2 separate regions of the Oryctolagus cuniculus genome follow, and region 2 is linked to region 1. Evidence: chromatin contacts called from public Hi-C data. All regions are on one chromosome and are shown on one strand. The core of a region is the stretch at or near the end of the contact, and the rest is flanking DNA. Distances in the headings are between cores, read along the strand shown.

Region 1 (3,587 bases), core at 629-3,128:
AAACACACTTCCAGCAATTTCAAAATAGCTGCTCCGCTCCAAGAACAGCCTGTGGTCCTCCAGGCTGCGGATCCCAGCGGGCCACACTGGCAGAGACAAGTCAGGGCTGGAAGTCTCGACGTCAGGGCTTCTCGGACGTTCACTTCTGCCTCCACGCCACTACCAGCACAACTCCCCCCCACCCCCACCCAAAGCAGTGCTCATGACACTCAGGGTTCTCCAACCAGGGGACGCTTATGTGGGCCTATCACCCTGGGAGACAGAATCCACCCAGTTTTAAAAAGTCTCTTGTGATTCTATAATATTTCCATTTCCCATCTAAGGCTGACCAGACTATATAATCTCTGACTTTTCCTACCCTAAAGTTTTAGGAAGTTATGACTGTACCAGCCATGTTCTGAAGATCATGAAATGGCTTCGTGAAATTGCTACCCTCTTCCATTTCTGAGATCCTCTTATCCTTGATTTTGGAAGACACAGTTAATCACCACGAAACCACAACTTAATGAGGGCTTAGAAATGACAGAAAAGTTGTATATCTTCACAGCTATACCACCGATAGCTACTTTTTGGTACAACTGAGATTTTTTATTTCAAAATCGTATGAATAGGGGCCAGCGCTGTGGCAGGTAAAGCTGCCGCCTGCAGTACCAGCATCCCATGTGGATGCTGGTTCAAGTCCTGGCTGCCCCTCTTCTGATCCAGCTCTCTGCTATGGCCTGGGATAGCAGCAGAAGATGGCCCAAGTCCTTGGGCTCTGCACCCACAATGGAGACCCGGAAGAAGCTCCTGGCTCCTGGCTCCTGGCTTGGGATCAGCACAGCTCCAGCTGTTGCGGCCATTTGTAGAGTGAACCAGAGGATGGAAGACCTTTCTCTTTCTCTGCCCCTGCCTCTCTGCAACTCTGACTATCAAATGAATAAATTTAAAAAAAAAATCGTATGAAACTAAATACACCCCAAGTCACCATTTGCCAAATGGCACATTTGGCCCAGCACTTAGACAAAACATGAGCACATTCTGCCACCTGGTGGTCAATGGAGAATCCTACACTGTCCAAATGGCGTAACCCATATCTTAATGCTAAGAAGGACGAATAATTATAAAGTAATTTAAAGAGGGAATGCATTGTAAGTTGTATAATTTTAAATTAAAAAAACATCATTTATGTAAAGACCTTCTGTGCTAAATTTCTCTCATGTCAAGTTGTTAAAGTTGGAGCCGGCACTGTGGGGCAGCAGGTTAAGCTGTCTACAGAGCTGGCATCCCACATACACTCCAGTCCAAGTCCTGGCTGCTCCACTTCTGATCCAGTTCCCTAATAAATGTGCCTGGGAAAGCAGTGAAAGATGTCCTGTCTCTCTTGACCTCTCCCACTTATGTGGGAGACGAGATAAAGTCCTGGCTTCAGCCCAGCCCTGGCTGTTGCAGTCATTTGGGATGGAAGATATCTCTCTCTCTCTCTCTCTCTCTCTCTCTCTCTCTCTCTGTTACTTTCAAATAAGTCAGTCTTTTTTTAAAAAAAGTTAATTTTTTATTTCCTGTAAATGCAGTTTAAGATCAAAATATCTCCCTCTGATTAAATTATGTGACCAATCATCCCTATTTCTGACAGAGTGTGGACTATATCACAGGTATATAATAAATATTTGCTGACTCGAAGACACTACTAAAGAATATAAAGAATAACAGGGAGTGAAGTATCTTGTCCTTAAGCTTCATGCCCCCCTTCTAATGTACATGGGTTCCTTGGTTTATTAATGATAGCTTCAACCTGAGGAAGGAATTTCCAGTTCAGTACATAGTAACTCGCTACACAGTCAAGATGCAGGTGCCAGGTCCTAGCCCAGCCTGCCCAGTCATGATTCTGATTCAGACCAGGTGTTGCCAAGGCAGGTGTATTTTGACAACACTCAATTAGGAACTCTACTTCACATCCCTACTGAAGAATGGCCAAGTTAGCCTACTAGAGCGTTTGGGCAGCATTACCTGCATATACCCTAGTAGAGTGTAACTAAGTATGCTAGACAGATGGGGGAGGGTGGAGAAAGCCATGCCTTACTGCCTGTCTTGCCAAGGTTCCCGCACGATGATGATGTGCACACAAACTGGCTCAGCCGCTGCAGAGCTGACTACACACGCACCAGCCTACCTCTAGTAGTTCGAGACAGACAGACGCACTCATACATGCTTGACATGACGCACATTCAAAGTTTACCACTGAACCATTACTTAGAAACAGCAAGACTGCAATAAGTCCAATGCATAAAGATAGGACATGTACAGTGCAACAGTGTGTAGAAGAGGTGAAAGAGTTAAAGATAAGTAAAGCTTTTTATGCAATATGAACCCTTCCCCCAAGACAGCCACATCCAGGGCTGCACAAGAACCCTTCAATAACATAGGAGAGCATCTTCATGCCAGCTCTGCAAATTCTCCTATGTATGCTTCGTAGCTTCTAGATTACAATTATCTAATACAGTGGAAATGCTACAGAGCTACTATTGTTCAGGCAACAGTGACCAAAAAAAGTCTTCATGTCAGCAAAGACTCAATTTTTTCAAGTATTTTCAATCTGCAGTTGGTAGAATCTGAAAATGTGTAACCCACATATTTGGGCGACTGACTGAATACATGGCTTTAAAAAGTGAAAATATAAATAGTTTTGCATGATATGCTCAGTCAACTTTGGAGAAAAGAACACGGAATATGGGTCGGCATTATGGTACAGTTGGTTAGATCACCACCCGTGATGCCAGCATCCCATAGGAATACTAGTTGAGTCCTGGCTACTCCACTTCCAATCCAGCTCCATAGAAATGCACCTGGTAAAGTAGCAGATGATGACCCAAGTATGGGCCCCTGCCACACACACAGGAAACCCGGGTGAAGCTCCTTGGTCCTGGCTTGAGCCTGGTCCAGCCACAGGCCATTGTAGCCATCTGGGAAATGAACCAGTAGATGGAAGCTTGCTCGCTTGTGCGCTCTCTCTCTCTCTCTATATATATATATGTGTGTGTGTGTGTGTGTGTGTGTGTGTGTGTATATATGAAACTCTGCCTTTCAAATAAATAAGTCCTAAAAAAATAAAAAAGACCATGCATTACATCAACACCAAACACTTTCAGTAGTCACACTTAGGTAACCAACTGAAGAATACTAAACTACACTGACAAATTCAGGGGATACTTGTACCTGAGAGTTGCAGTTTTACTCAACCTAGAATGTGCAAATGAGTCCTGTCACACCTGTGACCAGGCAGCACCTGGCTCCAAGACTTTGTAGGTCAAGGTCCCATCTTCCTGTTGTGCCATACAGAATCCTTTTTCTGTTTAACTGCTTGGGCTGGCCGCTAAGATGCTGGTTACAACGCCCATATCCCAAGGTGGAGTACCTGGGGTGGATATACGCATCCAACTCCTGACTCCTTCTTGCTAATGATGCAGACCCTGAGAGGCAGGAGTGGGGGCTCCACGGAGCCACTCCCTGGGAGGCCTAGATGGAGTTTCTGGCTCCCAGCTTTGGCTTGGCCCAGCTCTAGCTATTGCAGGCACTGCAGTCTTGCTTGTGCATTCTCTCTCTTCTCT
Region 2 (3,757 bases), core at 1,258-3,757, 310 kb before region 1:
TCAGAACATCAGGCACCACTTCCAGCTGTGCTCCGTGGGGCTTCACTCTCCTTGGATACTCAACAGCAGAAGCAGGGTTTATGCTAGCCTAAGTTCCTCATGGCTCTAAGCTTTCATGATGGTCCATTTCCATCATTCTACCTTAAACTTGTGCAGGTTGCATAATTATATATAGTTTTTCCTGTATAGGATTTCTGTGCATAATTTGACAATAATAGCAAATAAAAATATAAATCAAAAATATGCTTAGAAAGAAGACTGGAAGGAAATGCATCACAACAGCCCTGATGTGTTTTGAAGTATTATTTGGGTTTTTAAAGTTTTTTATTTATTTATTTGACAGGTAGAGTTACAGTGAGAGAGACAGAAAGGTCTTCTTTCCACTGGTTCACTCCCCAAATGGCTGCTATGGCCAGTGCTGCGCCAATCCGAAGCCAGGAGCCAGGTACTTCTTCCTGTCTCCCATGCGGGTGCAGGGCCCAAGCGCTTGGGCCATCCTCCACTGCTTTCCCAGGCCACAGCAGAGAGCTGGACTTGAAGAGGAGCAACTGGGACTAGAACCTGGCACCCATTTGGGATGCCAGTGCCACAGGCAGGAGATTAGCCAAGTGAGCCACGGTGCCGGCCCTGGGCAATTATTTTGTCTGCATACTTATATTCCCTAAATACCTGCAACGTGTGGAGAATGAAAGGCAAACAAGTGTACGAAAAACATTATATGATGGGGCTGGTGCTGTGGGGTTAACGCCCTGGCTTTAAGTGCCAGCATCTCATATGGGCGCTGGTTCTAGTCCCGGCTGCTCCTCTTCCAATCCAGCTCTCTGCTACGGCCTGGGAAAGCAGTGGAAGATGGCCCATATCCTTAAGACTCTGCACCCGCTGCATGAGAGACCCGGCAGAAGCTCCTGGCTCCTGGCTCCAGATTGGCACAGCTCTGGCCGTTGTGGCCAATTGGGAGGGAACCAGCAGATGAAAGACCTCTCTGTCTCTACCTCTCTCTGTAACTACTTCAAATAAATAAAATAAATCTTTTTAAAAAATTATAGGACAGATGCAAATCAGAGATCCTAAAAATAAATTTATATGATAATTGAACTAAACTGGAATACAACATTTTAAATGCCAACGTCAATTCTCATGGTGCTTTTAGAAGAATAAAAAGGCACTGTAGGCAAACCATACTGTCACAGTTTAAATAATTAGGACAAAAATAAGACCAATTTAAAGTGACAACATCTAATACCAATTCAAGAGATTCCAGCTGGGGCCAGTGCAGTGATGCAGCAGTTAAGCCGCTGCTTGAGACGCCGGCCTCCCACACTGGAACGCTGGTTCAAGTCCTGCCTACTCTGTTTCTGATCCAGCTTCCTGCTTGTGAGCCCGGGGAGACAGGAGAGGAGGGCTCAAGTACATAGGCCCTCACCACCTATGTGGGAGACCCGTACTGAATTCCTGGCTTCTTGGCTTTGGCGTGGCCCAGCCTTGGCTGTTGTGGCCATTTGGGGGATAAAGCAGCAGAAGGAAGCTCTCGCTCTCTTTGCGTCTCGCTCTCGTGCTGTCACTCTGCCTTTCCAATATTCGAATACATATTTAAAGATTCGGCTCTATCTGGGGTTCTACCCTTGGGCTTGTGCTGAGAGGCTGGCTGTGCACAGTCACTTATCAACAAAAGGCTACTTTTCAGCATAATGTTATATAAGGATGGTTCCGTTAGACCGTTAAAACTCACTGGAGAAATGCAATCTGTCAGTCAAGCGATCTTACTCATAAATGCTTCCCCTGTATATACATTTCACTCAGACTTGGCCACCATCCCTGTTTTTAAAATGAGCATAAAACTCAGTACGATTTTCTCTCTAGTTTCTTGAGAAAAAACCCCAGCGCTGTCAACTGGAAGCCGAGCTGCAGGCTGCTCATTTGAGATGAGAATCTGATGTGACAGCTTAGCTTACGGCCCTTAGCTGAGCCTGCGCGGCCTTGGGCGGTGTCCAGGGGGTTCTGCCTCCTGGAGGTCTACACCCACCACATCCTCTCACAGTCAGCCTCGCAGCGGTCCCGGGCACGGGCCAGGGCCAGGTCACCGGGAGGCGGCGGAAGCGTTCCCACCTTTGGGGGCCTTCCCCCGATCTGCCAGACGAGAGAAGAGAGGGGAGCAGAAATGCACTACCTTCCGTTCTGTCGGAAGAAACTGTCTTCAAAATCACGGAGATTCTTTCGAATCCTCTTCTTCTCTTCTCTCATTTCCTGAAGGTGTTCCAAGAGCTCAGGTCTGAGAGCGAGAAAAAAAAAATTCAAGAAGATGGAATCTGAACCGCAGTAAACGCAATGCACTTCCAACTCCACAGCGGGAGTGGGGAAAACAACACCACGCGGAAGCTCTGGGGGGCGCTGTGGGTCAGCAGAAATGGGCCCGCACTAGCTCCAGGAAGCCCAAGCGTGGACAACAGAGCCAGCTCCTGCTACTGCTGGCTCCGCAGGGCTTGTGAAGTCCCATGGCGCTTTGTCATGTTTTTCTTTGAAGGGAAGTAATGACATCTGTGCTCAGTGTGTGTGCAATGATGAGCCGTGCAGAGCGCGCTACCCAGTGCTATTTTCAGAGACCTTCTGGTGGTTTAAGCCAGATCTCAGATGCTGCCTTCAACTAACACGGGATGAGGCAGATTCAAATACACACACACACACACACATATAAAACCTGAGCCATAATTTTTTTTTTAAATCACTGTTCTACCCCAGGTTAAGCCACTTGTGTTTTCTTAATTTCTTTAATTAAAAGATTGAGACAACATGAAGTAGCTTCAGAAAGTTGGTGAAAAATAATTATTTTGGTACAATTTGAAGTTTATGCATATAAGTGGTCTTTGGAAAGTGTGCATTAGGAAAACTGTGTGAATTTCAAAATTCTTTTGTACCAAAATAAACTTAACGCTGAATCCATTTTCCAGGAACATTTTAAAGTGCCCTCGTACTTAAGAATTTTTACTGAAATGTTTCACCACCACCACCACCACCACCACCACCACCACCACTTACATTGACGCTGCATGAAGGTTTGAAAACCCTGTGTCCTGGCTGCCTTTGTAGGGTATTTTATCGTCCATTGGGGAAATGAACCCATCGGCATCATCTTCAAATTGGTCCAGAAAGCAGCGTGCGCTGAAGTCCGTCATCAGCGTGACTGTGAAGTCTGGCGTCGTGTTGTGATCCTCTTCTGACCCCGCCTCTTCTTCCTGCAGGTACACAGCAACCCCAATAAAAAGCTGCTCACTTTTTGGGGGGCTGACTTTTGTTACAAATGTCACTTAACAAAATCATTCAGTGATCCGGATACCACATAATTTTTGCATGTCTACATGCAGCAACACATGGCAATTCATTAAGGATATATGTTGATTATCTGTATGTACAGAATTAAATCACAAACACAGCCACCAAACAGGGAAAACAGACTAGAACAGAAAACTCGTGAAAGAAATGAGAGTGCTGCCCGACCCTCAGTTGTCAAGGCTGATGGGAGGGAGGAGTATCCATCATGATGTATATCCCACATCAAAGGAGCCAATACAATCTAACTATTTCCGGATCTGTGATAGTGCAAAGCAAAACCCGATGCCAGCCAGTGGTGCTTTAAGGGATTTTACTACTTGTATACTCCAGAGAGTACTTTTGATTAGGCTCTGAATATTTCCCAAAATTGAATATAGCTTTTCTGTTTAAGAGTTGAGAGAAGAATGCATCTGATGGTTGCTCAATGCAC

Evidence for each region. A called contact is a pair of places that touch in the nucleus more often than the background predicts.
Region 2: a contact with region 1 is called in a Hi-C map of skin fibroblasts, with 5 times the contacts expected there. The contact joins two enhancer-like sites. A contact is called at or near these places in 5 of 6 Hi-C or Micro-C datasets (ear pinna, embryonic fibroblasts, psoas muscle and 2 more).

The regions. Positions count from the first base shown.
Region 1 is chr8:76,601,357-76,604,943 of mOryCun1.1, reverse strand. All of the region lies in intron 2 of FAM13A (family with sequence similarity 13 member A), which reads right to left. Among named protein-coding and RNA genes, the nearest start is that of FAM13A, 68 kb to the right of the region's middle. Within about 2 kb of position 1,878, at least 2 of the 8 cell types and tissues checked have an H3K27ac peak or open chromatin away from gene starts, as enhancers often do.
Region 2 is chr8:76,913,446-76,917,202 of mOryCun1.1, reverse strand. It overlaps FAM13A (family with sequence similarity 13 member A), which reads right to left. Exons shown (of 24, transcript XM_070047870.1): 21 at 3,034-3,230; 22 at 2,168-2,269. Among named protein-coding and RNA genes, the nearest start is that of NAP1L5, 33 kb to the left of the region's middle. Within about 2 kb of position 2,507, at least 1 of the 8 cell types and tissues checked has an H3K27ac peak or open chromatin away from gene starts, as enhancers often do.